Linked DNA regions of Macaca mulatta: region 2 is linked to region 1. A link is a contact called in public Hi-C data. All regions are on one chromosome and are shown on one strand. Each heading gives the region's core, a stretch centred on a gene start, on an enhancer-like site or on the middle of the called end of the contact. The rest is flanking DNA. Distances are from core to core; before and after follow the strand shown.

What was found. A called contact is a pair of places that touch in the nucleus more often than the background predicts.
Region 2: a Hi-C map of fetal cortex germinal zone shows a contact between it and region 1, with 2.2 times the contacts expected there. The contact joins two enhancer-like sites. A contact is called at or near these places in 2 of 14 Hi-C or Micro-C datasets (fetal cortex germinal zone and fetal cortical plate).

What each region holds. Positions count from the first base shown.
Region 1 is chr5:161,737,675-161,743,134 of T2T-MMU8v2.0, reverse strand. No RefSeq gene overlaps it. Among named protein-coding and RNA genes, the nearest start is that of TRIM2, 53 kb to the left of the region's middle. Within about 2 kb of position 2,139, at least 19 of the 40 cell types and tissues checked have an H3K27ac peak or open chromatin away from gene starts, as enhancers often do. A contact at or near this core is called in fetal cortex germinal zone and fetal cortical plate, where this site is marked.
Region 2 is chr5:161,836,319-161,841,778 of T2T-MMU8v2.0, reverse strand. The region is part of intron 1 of TRIM2 (tripartite motif containing 2); the gene reads right to left. Among named protein-coding and RNA genes, the nearest start is that of TRIM2, 46 kb to the right of the region's middle. Within about 2 kb of position 2,813, at least 37 of the 40 cell types and tissues checked have an H3K27ac peak or open chromatin away from gene starts, as enhancers often do. A contact at or near this core is called in fetal cortex germinal zone and fetal cortical plate, where this site is marked.

The DNA of each region.
Region 1 (5,460 bases), core at 890-3,389:
ACGCAGGGTCCTGGCTCTGGTAAGCCCCTCTGGGGAAGGTGAGGTCTTCCATTGGCCATCAGCCCTTGACCGTGGAGGCCAGACACCACATCAAGAAACCTGAGCCTCAGAGACTGCAGCAGTTAGACTTCAGGTCCCATAAGAGAAGAGCCTGCCTCTGTATCACATATTTGGGCCTGCGCCAAATCAACACAGAAATGCACTTGAAACATTAAACAGGACGTTCTGAAACCACGTGACTCTGTGAAACGCTCCTCGGAACCTTTAGGGAAGGGCCAAGGTTCTTTAAGAAATATGTAAACCACAGAGACACCCTTGCATGATGCCAGCTCCGTAAAATTAAAACCTTGTCTGGAATTAAATATAAAACTGAGTTGAATTTCAAGATTCCTTCTAGCAATCGATAGTAAGGGGGAAAAAACCCCCACACCCACTCACACTCATATTTTGGGGAGAAAGGAGGGAACTGAAGTCTTGTCACTTCATGTCTGCCCTGCTAAGCACATTGTGCTAACAGAAGGAAGAAACGAGTTCTGGGCGCGGCGAGACCCTGAGGCCCGCAAGGCTCTGAAATCCCAAAGGCGCTGAGATCTCAAAGGAACCCGGACGCGCCCCCTCCCGGGCCCGGACTCTGCGATGCGCGCTGCTCCCTGAGACGCCGCCACGCCCGTGTCCCTACAGGACCAGCCGCAGCCGCCACTGCGCAGCGCACAAAGGTCCTCACGGGCTGGAACACTGGCCTCATCTCGTTGTTTCGAGCCAACCGTAAAACGCGCCTTCTCTGCATTTTCAAAAAGGGCCGGAAAGATCAGGGGCGGGGCGGGGCTGCCTGCCCTGGCTGCCTAGGCCCAAGGTTCTTTCCTTTGTGTGTGGATCCCCAAAGCACAGGGCCGTTCCAAGCCCGATGCTGGCAACCCTGCACTCACGCCCACGTCTGCAGGCTTCGGGCTGTCGCCTCCTAGCCAGTGAGCACCACCTCCAGACGAGGCGTGGCGACGCGCTTCTCGGGGCCCTTCCGCAGCCCAGCCGCACGCGCGCCCGCCTCTCCTATCCCTGCCTTTCTGTCCCCACCACCGGTCTGGAAGCTTTAAGCGCCCAGCCGCCTGCCAGCAGCGCGGGGGCCGCAGATACTCACGTTTCCAATTGTGTCCCGAAGCGCGCACTGCCCCCGCCACTGTAATTAGAAGGACGGGAAAGCGCTCTGAGAGCTGCCTTTCAGACAAGCGAGGGGTAACAGCTGAAAGCCCCTCATTTTCTGCAAGTTCACTCAAAATGCTCCTCAGTGCCGCCAGCGCAGCTGCCAAGTTTAATAACTGTGTCAGACAGCCCACCCCTCCCCCACAAGGAGCCACAAAGACGACAGGCGGGGGACTAAATCCGCATGCCCAGCCGCAGTTACCCGGCCTCAGCCCCAGCGACGCCGCCGCTGGAATGACTGTGCAGGGAACGACCAGGAAAAGGTGCAAATGCCAGCCCTGACCTAGGAATTCTCCACAAACCTTTGTTCACTCCGAACAGAAATCAGATCCTTTTCCCAACAGTATTTCTGAAACAAAACAAGAGGCAGGAGCCTTTCCAGGTAACCCAACCTGCATTTCAAATGCAGAAGGCGCTTTCGCAGCAACACTCATCCCTATTTCTACTGGGTTTCTGGGTATTGATGGGCTATTCTGCGCACCATGCAAAGCGTAAGAAGCTCATTCAACTGCTCTGCACCCGTTTCAGTCGCGCGCACCAACGCTTGTGTCTGTCCCCAGGACCCTGGCCAACAGAACCTTACTGTCTGAGGGGGCTCCTTGGCAGTTCCTCGTTGATTTGGACCATTTCCAAAGCACGGGCAGCTCCTCGAAAGCGACTCAATCTTGTCAAGCTGGAAGGAATCAGTGGTTCTGTTTTGCAAGTGGAATATCAAAGTGAAGTACTCCACCGAAATTAGTATTTTATAGCATATATATATTTATGTGTGAGAGACTGATCCCGAGCTCACGGCAGCCTGGCGGCCTTACCCCAGGCCCCTAGTGCCCCGGCTCCGCCCAGAGAGCCCTTCCCTGCTAGGCCCAGCCAGCAGCACCTGCCTCTACGGGGGATGGTTTCCCTGGAAACTCCGGAGAGCCGGTTCTCCCTCCAGACACGCGGTTCCCTTGACAACTGCGACTTAGCACTAGGCCTTCTAAGAAGAATGTCCATGAATGCCTGTTTTAAATCACAGATTCAAAGAGATTCACGAGGGTGGTTGGTCAGGAATAAGATGTCTGTGATTTGGGGGAATGGAAGAGGGACCGCGCGAGCCTGAGTGGGGTCAGTGGCTATCACAGGCGAGGGACTGCGTAGCTCACCCTTCCCTACCAGTGAGTTAATACCTGGGTTTAGAATGAATACATTCTCTTCGGCTTATTTCCTTTTCTCTATTTATTTTCCTTAAGATACTATTTAAACAGTTATTTTACACCGACAGAGCACTAGCTGGCTCCAGGTAGGAGTGAGGAAAAGCCCATAAAGATGTGTGAAACAGAGGTGAGACTTCGTGGGAATAATACTTGGCTATAGATGATCTCATGCACAGAAATTCAAGAACTGTTTCAAGTACAATCTTGCATCATCAGGCCATGATGGTTATGAAATTTCACTCATGATTTCGGTTGGGTCCTATGGAGAAAAGAGGAAGTGTAGATGAGACTAGGCATATTTATGAAATATTTAAATGTCCACATGCCACCTGGTTCCTTTTGTTTTGGTTTTGTTGTTGTTGTTTGTTTGTTTGTTGAGACACAGCTTCACTCTGTTGCCCAGGCTGGAGTGCAGGGGCACCATCTTTGCTCACGGCAACCTCCGCCTTCCGCGTTCAGGTGATTCTCCAGTCTCAGCTTCCTGAGTAGCTGGGAATACACGTGTGAGCCACCACACCCGGCTAATTTTTGTATTTTCAGTAGAGATAGGGTTTCACCATTTTGGCCAGGCTGGTCTCAAACTCCTGGCCTCAAGTGATCTGCCCACTTTGGCCTCCTCCAGTACAGCAATTACAGGTGTGAGTCATTGCCTGACCTCTGTCTTGTTACTTTTGGTTACAGACACATCATACTAATCACACCACAAATAGATGCTAAAAGGTAAAATGAAACAAGTTAATGAGCTTGCATCCAAGGCATAAGAAGATTGTACAAAAAAAAAAATTACACATGCCTCATACTGGTTTCTCCTATGATCAATTATATATTCCGTATTTGAGCTATTAAAAGTTAAAAATCAGTGGCATGTTTGAATTAATGAGATTTTACTATACACATTATGATAATATGATTATGTTAATCTCTGGGTTGAGACTGAAATATGTACATACAAATGCATCCTTTTAAAAAGTCATAAATTCATTTCTGAAAAGTTTAACATGCATCCAATTTTCACAAAGCAAGTGATATTTCCATATTCTAGGGAAATGGTTTATGTAAAATAAAACACACAAGAAAATTTCTTCATAAAGCAGAAAAACCTTTTTGTTAAGAAAAATCATGCCTGTAATCTCAGCACTTTGGGAGGCTGAGGCAGGCAGATCACAAGGTCAGGAGATCAAGACCATGCTGGTCAACATGGTGAAACCCCATCGCTACTACAATACAAAAAAAAAAAAAAAAAATTAGCCAGGTGTGGTGATACGCGCATGTAGTCCCAGCTGCTCGGGAGGCTGAGGCAGGGGAATTGCTTGAATCTGGGAGGCAGAGATTGCAGTGAGACGAGATCGCGCCACTGCACTCCAGCCTGGCGAGTGAGAGCAAGACTCCATCTCAAAAAAAAAAAAGAAAGAAAAAAGAAAATAGAAAAGAAAAAGAAAAATCCTCTAATTTCTGTTTTTAAATTCTATTTATTTATTATTTTGAGATAGAGTCTCACTCTGTCTCCCAGGCTGGAGTGCAGTGGTATGATTCTGGCTCACTGCAACCTCTGCCTCCCAGGTTCAAGCCATTCTCCTGCCTCAGCCTCTCGAGCAGCTGGGACTACAGGTGCTCACCACCAAGCCCGACTAATTTTTGTATTTTTAAAAGAGTCGGAGTTTCACCATGTTGGCCAGGCTGGTCTCGAACTCCTGACCTCAAGTGATCCACCCATCTCAGCCTCCCAAAGTGCTAAGATTATAGACGTGAGCCTGTGCCTAGCCTAATTTCTGTTTTGAAAATTCACATGCTGTATCCTGAATCTGCTTTGAAGCACAAATTTTGTAAACATGTGACCCAGATGTTTATTTGCAAATGGAGATCTCTAAAACAGAAATATGTATACCCAGCAATATAATATACATCCATACATAGGCATCTCCTAATACATTTCATGTTTGAGAAAACAAAAAATTCTTAACAGATCATCTTCACTTTTAACAAAAATTAACAGTGAACATTGTAGAAGGCAGTTAAAAGATACTAAGAATGCAGTCACTGAAATGTCTTCCTAAAGGATAATTAAGAGCAGGACGATTATATTCAGAATATTATATTAGCTGATAATATTAAGTGAAATTCAGAACAGTAGATAGTTATGATTCCAGTCTTTTTTGAAATTATATGTGTGTATACTTATGACTATGATGATGTGAGGGAATTCTTGGCTTTATATTTGCCAATTTTTTTTTCTTTTTCTTTCCTTGTTTTCTTTTTTCTTTTTTTCTCTTACTCTGCCCCCCAGGTTGGAGTGCAGTGGTACAAACATGGCTCACTGAAGACTTGATCTCCTGGGCTCAAGTAATCCTTCTGCCTCAGCCTCTCTGAGTAGCTGGGACTATAGGCGTGTACCACCATGCTTGACTAATTTAAAAAATATATTTTTTGTAGAGACAGGGTCTTGCCATGTTGCCCAGGTTGATCTCAAACTCCTGGGCTCAAGCAATCCTCTCGCCTTGGCCGCCCAAAATGCTAGGATTACAGGCATGAGCCACCGTGCCTGGCAATGTTTTCTATTTCATTTCATTTTATTTTATATTTTATTTATTTTAGAGACAAGGTCTCGCTCTGTTGCCCAGGCTGGTCTTGAACTCCTGGCCTCAATCAATCCTCCTGTCTTGACCCCTATATTTTCCATGACAAACATTTCCATGGAGAGCAGCGTGGTAGAGTGGTTAAGATGATAGATTCAAAGTCAGAGGCCAGGTGCAGTGGCTCACGCTTTTAATCCCAGCACTTTGCAGGGCTGGGATTGCTTGAGACCAGGAGGTTGAGACCATCCTGGGCAACATAGGGAGATACTGTCCTACCAAAAATAAAAAAATTAGCTGGGTATGGTGGTGGGTGCCCGTAGTTCCAGCTACTTGAGATACTGAGATGGGAGAATCCCTTGAGCCTAAGAGATTGAGGCTGCAATGAGCTTTGACTGCATCACTGCATTCCAGCCTGAGTGGCAGAATGAGACCCTCTCTAAAAAACAAACAAACAACCCCCCCAAAGGCGGATAGATCTGGCTTTAAATCTCAGCTGCTAC
Region 2 (5,460 bases), core at 1,564-4,063, 98 kb before region 1:
TTTATTGGGGTTGGAGGAGGCAGATAGGGAGAGATTAGTCAACAGATACAAAGTTACAGTTAGATAGGAGGAACAAGTTCTAGTGTTCTATTGTACAGTAGAGTCACTACAGTTAACAATAATGCATTGTAGATTTCATTTTTTAATTTGTATTTTTTGAGACAGGGTGTCACTCTGTCATCCAAGCTGGAGTGCAGTGGCGTGACTGCTGCTCACTGAAGCCTCGACCTTCTGGCCTCAAGCGATCCTCCCACCTTAGTCTCCCCAGTAGCTGGGACTACAGGCATGCACCACTGTGCTCAGTTAATTTTTTCTATTTTTTTATGGAGACAGGGTTTTGCCATGCTGCCCAGGCTGGTCTAGAACTCCTGGGCTCAAGTGATATGCCCATCTCAGCTTCCCAAAGTGTTGAAATCACAGGCGTGAGCCACAGTACCCGGCCTGTATATTTCAAAATAGCTAGAAGAGAGAATTTTGAATGTTCTCACTACAAAGAAAGGTATAAGGTGATGCATATGCTAAGTATCCTGATTTAATTGTTACACAATATGCATCCACATTGAAACATCACACTGTACCTCATTAACATGTCAAGTAGAAAAAAATTTTAAAGATATAAAGAAAACAAACAAACATAAAAACTTTATGAAAAGTATTGCCCAATGGTTTTATAAAAGAAGATGGTAAGAAGTAATTATTTCCAGCCTTCAGTTCAAGCATGAGCAACTGGAGAGGAAGTATTATTATGATGGATTTCACAGGTTAGCACTCCAGGTGTGGCCCTCAAAGCCCAGCTCCTTCTGGACAGTCCAGACTCTCTGTAGTCAGTTTGATTAAGTGGTTTGGTTTGGACCCCAAGAGGCTGAGCCCCTTCCTCTCTACTGGCAGTAGCCCTGGTGAGGCCCCCTATGTTTAAGGGTTGGGATCATTCATTAGAGGCTGTGGGGAAGGTTTTAAGAACAGACAGGACAGTCAGGAAGTAATGGTGAATGAAGCAGAAAGGACTTTCTCTTAAGCATCCTTAAAAGAGAAAAGGTGCAAGTTGGCCTTAACCTGTTGGGGTTATATGGATAGGAGTAGATTTATCAGGAACCAGCTGACCCAGTTCCAATCCAAGAATTCACACCAGAACTGGCCTGGCCTTGGGATGACCCTTTAATGTTATACATTGCACAAATGATTGTGTGCCAGTGGTACACAAGGCACTGGTGATACAAAAATAAATGACATGAACAGAACCTCTCAAAATCATTCCTGGGGACTGAGTTATTTGCCTCCAGCTCACAGTTGTGTTGACTGGGTCTCAAGGATCGGGATAGCCCTTTGCAGCCAGGCTGTATTTGCAGTAAAGGTGACCCAGGTCTAGCACCCCTGACTCCCTGCCCAGTATGTTTCCCACAGGGAGCTGCCCCAAACTGAAGACATATCCAGGTGGGATCTGCCCAGCACAGAACAGAGCAAGACCATCACTTTGCTTGCTCCAGGCTCTATCCTTCTATTAAGTACCTCTGAGGTCCTTGTACCTTTCTTGGCACTTTTCTCATATTGACTCATATTGAACATAAATTCATGCCCAGCAACCCTATCCAACAAGGAATTTTGGTTGGTCTGGTATCATTTATTCTTATGGAACTCAGGATGCTTTTTTTTTCTAGGTACTTACAAACCATCCCATTAATAATCCTTCTCTAGCATTATTCTTGATAGAGAGTTCTGTAGTTTTGTAGAAAAGACTGACGTAGGCCTGGTGTGGTGGCTCATGCCTGTAATCCCAGCACTTTTGGAGGCCAAGGCAGGCAGATCCCTTGAGGTCAGGCGCTGGAGACCAGCCTTGTCAACATGGTGAAACCCCGTCACTACTAAAAATACATAAGTTAGCCAGGCATGGTGGCACGTGCCTGTCGTCCCAGCTTCTCCGGAGGCTGAGGCAAGAGAATCACTTGAACCCAAGAGGCCGAGGTTGTAGTGAGCTGAGATGGGGCCACTGTGCTCCAGTCTGGGTGACAGAGTGAGGCCTTGTCTTGAAAAAAAAAAAAAGAAAGAAAGAAAAAGAAAAAAAAAGAAAAAAAAAAAAAAAAAAAGACAAGCAAAAACAAGGCTCTGCTATGCACTGATTATTAAATGCCCAAGTAATAACATATCTACCCCTTCATTATTCTTTGTCCTGCTCTGACTATAACAAAAAGCAAAGGCAAGCAAACACAAAGCTCTTTTGTTTCGCCCATTGTTAGGCCTGGAGAATTCAAAGTTAACTATGTATCCTGAGTATACCCGGAATGTCATCTCCCAGTGCTAACTATGGGTTCCTGATTGCATCTGTGTCTACACCGATGTGCACATCGGTATCAAGTATTGTTTTTCTCTTAAGCAGAGCTCCATGACCACACTTCTTAATTTAACAATTAAATTCAAGGCCGTGCCAAAAGTTCCTGCTTGCCTCACCAGTTTACCTTGTTTAATTAATGCAGTGGTTTTGACTACAGGGCTGGGATTTAAGAGTCCGGGAGTCTCTGTGGGCGACTGAGCTGGCGGAGGCGGAGCAGAGCCTCCAGGGTAGGGGCGGAAGCAGGGAGGTGGCCGAGGCGGACGCGCTGCTAATAATGCCTGCCTCTTCCACACATTCCTTCCTCTCGGTCCCAGACAGTGGATTACTTTTAGACCAATATGTAGTTCAGCGAGAACCTCACAAATGTTCTTCTCTGCTGACCGAATCACCCGACCTCTACGATTCCATCCTACGGTCATAACCACAGACCTGGGGAAATCTCAGACAGCCCCGGCCTCGCAGGCCAGGCGGAGCCGGGAGCGCTTTCACTCCTCGGGCTCCGCCTCGCGCCCGGGCTCCATGGCAACAGGCCCCGCCCCGAGGCGGGAGCCTAGCTGCTCTTAGGCGGAAGAAAAGCAGGCGGATCCCCTCCACCCAGATGGCGATTGCGCGGTGGTATTCCGAACCTCTGTCTTTCCCCCACCCCCTCTGGGTTTCCTTTTCTAACCTTTTTGTCTCACCAGGAAACAGAATCACTCTGTAAAAGAACTGATTCAAGTGGTGGCGGTGTGGGGAAGAGGAGGGAGTCAGGCCCGCCGTGACGGCATTAAAAGCTAGGAGACCCGGGGATCGTCCCCGCCTGGCCCTCCAGCAACGGGGGTTCTCTCGACTGTGGCCTTTTCCCGTGTCCAGGGTTGACATCTCTCTGCCTGCCAACCCTGGAGGGTTCTGAGCCGATGCGCCCATGGTGGGGGTGGGACTTTCTCCGGGTAACATGCCTGGGTTTTCATGCTTTAAAACCTGGAGGTGACACTGAAGTAGGAGTTTGGGCACTTTGGCAGAGGGAGCTAATGCGAGGACAGGGGAATCTGACACCATCCTCAGAAGGCTGCCCCTCCAACTTGTTACCAGAAGAGTCTTTTCCTAAGCAGCCTGCCTGGCGCTACAACTCAGGGTCACTTTCATCCACGATTAGAATTCTACGATGAAAGTCAGAATGCATCTGCGATTAAGGCACGGCTCCGGAGACACATCTGGATTTGCTTTATCTGCAGGTTGCTCCTTGCCTCTCTGTTAGCTCATTTGTAAAATGATACGTCCTAATGCCATTGTGATGATTAAATGATCCAGTGTGTCAGTGTCAGCCCCAGGCCTAACACACAGTCTCAGGTGCGGTGGTGAAGAGGATGGGCTCTAGAGCCAAGAATGGGTTTGGATCCTGGCTCTGCCACTTATAAGTTGTATAACCCTGGGTAAGTAATTTAACCTCTATGCCTCAATTACCTCAAGTGTACGGGGGATGACAAGGGTACTGACTACATAGCATTGTTAGGAGAAGGAAATGGTTTTAGTCTATATAAAGGACCTGATCCAGTCCGGGCGCGGTGGCTCACGCCTGTAAAATCAGCACTTTGGTAGGCCGAGACAGGTGGATCACCTGAGGTCAGGAGTTCAAGACTAGCCTGGCCAACATGGTGAAACCCTGTCTCTACTAAAAGTGCAAAAACTAGCTGGGCATGGTGGCAGGCGCCTGTAATCCCAGCTATTTAGGAGACTGAAGCACAAGAATCGCTTGAATCCGGGAGGCGGACGCTCCAGTGAGCGGAGATTGCGTCAGGGCACTCCAGCCTGGGTGACAGAGCGAGACTCCGTCTCAAAACAAACAAACAAACAAACATGATCCAGTGCCTGATGCATCATAAGCAGTCAGAACATAAATTATTACTATCATTATTATGGCCACTACTACATTTATGAGTTCCTTTAGAAATGACTGATAATTCACTTTTTTACTCCTGGAGCTGGGCTCATTTAAGGATTCAGTAAGCCTTTGTGGGGGTTTTTTGGACATATGAATAGCTTAATAATACACTACACCTCACCACCCTTTAATAAGCCACACAAAATACATCAATAAATGAGAGTGAGTAGAATCATGCAAAATCAGAAGAGATATTTCTATACAGTTTTTTTGTTTGTTTGTTTCTTTGTTTGTTTTTTTTTTGAAACAGAGTCTCACTCTGTCTCCCAGGCTGGAGTGCAGTGGCGCTATATTGGCTCACAGCAACCTCAACCTCCTGGGTTCAAGGAATTCTCCTGCCTCAGCCTCCCGAGTAGCTGCGATTACAGTCGTGCGCCACCATGCCCAGCTAATTTTTTTGTATTTTTAGTGGAGACGGGGTTTTGCCATGTTGGCCAGGCTGATCTCGAACTCCTGACCTCAAATGATTTGCCTGCCTCGGCCTCCCAAAGTGCTGGGATTACAGCCGTGAGCAACCGTACCCAGTGCCTGTACACTTTTATCACACCAGCCTGAACACAGCCTCCCTCTGCATCCTCACCCACTTAGCACTGGTGTCTCCCTGCTGGTTTTGACACAGCTGAGAGGCTGCAGTGCTACTTTGTTACTCTTGCTGAGGTCTCACACTAACTCTAGTCCCAGGCCAGTCCCAGGAAGGAAGAGAGCCTGTTCATGCCTACCTGCCACTGGTTCTCATGAGAAAGAAACCTGGACTTTTGTGCTGGTCAGCGGCATGTGGAAATGAGTCCTCATTGGCCAGTATCTCTTCCTTAGAGCCAGCAGCCTTCTTAAAAAGATCAGAAGAGAAATGATTCCTTTTGGTCCCCTTCCAGCATCAGTTTTGCCCTTTGACGTAAGTCATCGTCTCTGGACATGAGAATGGGAGGCCTCACTTCCACGTCCTCCAAATGAATGCACTCTAAACAAATATTGATGCACCTCTCAAGGTTGGCATTGCATCTGGACCAGTGCCAGGAAGCCACAAGGCCACCAGAGGCAACGGGGAAGAGCAAGGGCGGAAGAATAGAAGCCAAGCTGCAGCAGATGGAATGTGCACACGGTCAGGTGAGGTCTGACCCAAGGGTGTTGTGCCTAGACCTGTGAGCCCTGGGTCAGGGTGAGCCCTGTGCCAAGCAGAACCATCCATGACCTCAGGGCCAATTCTGGGCACCCC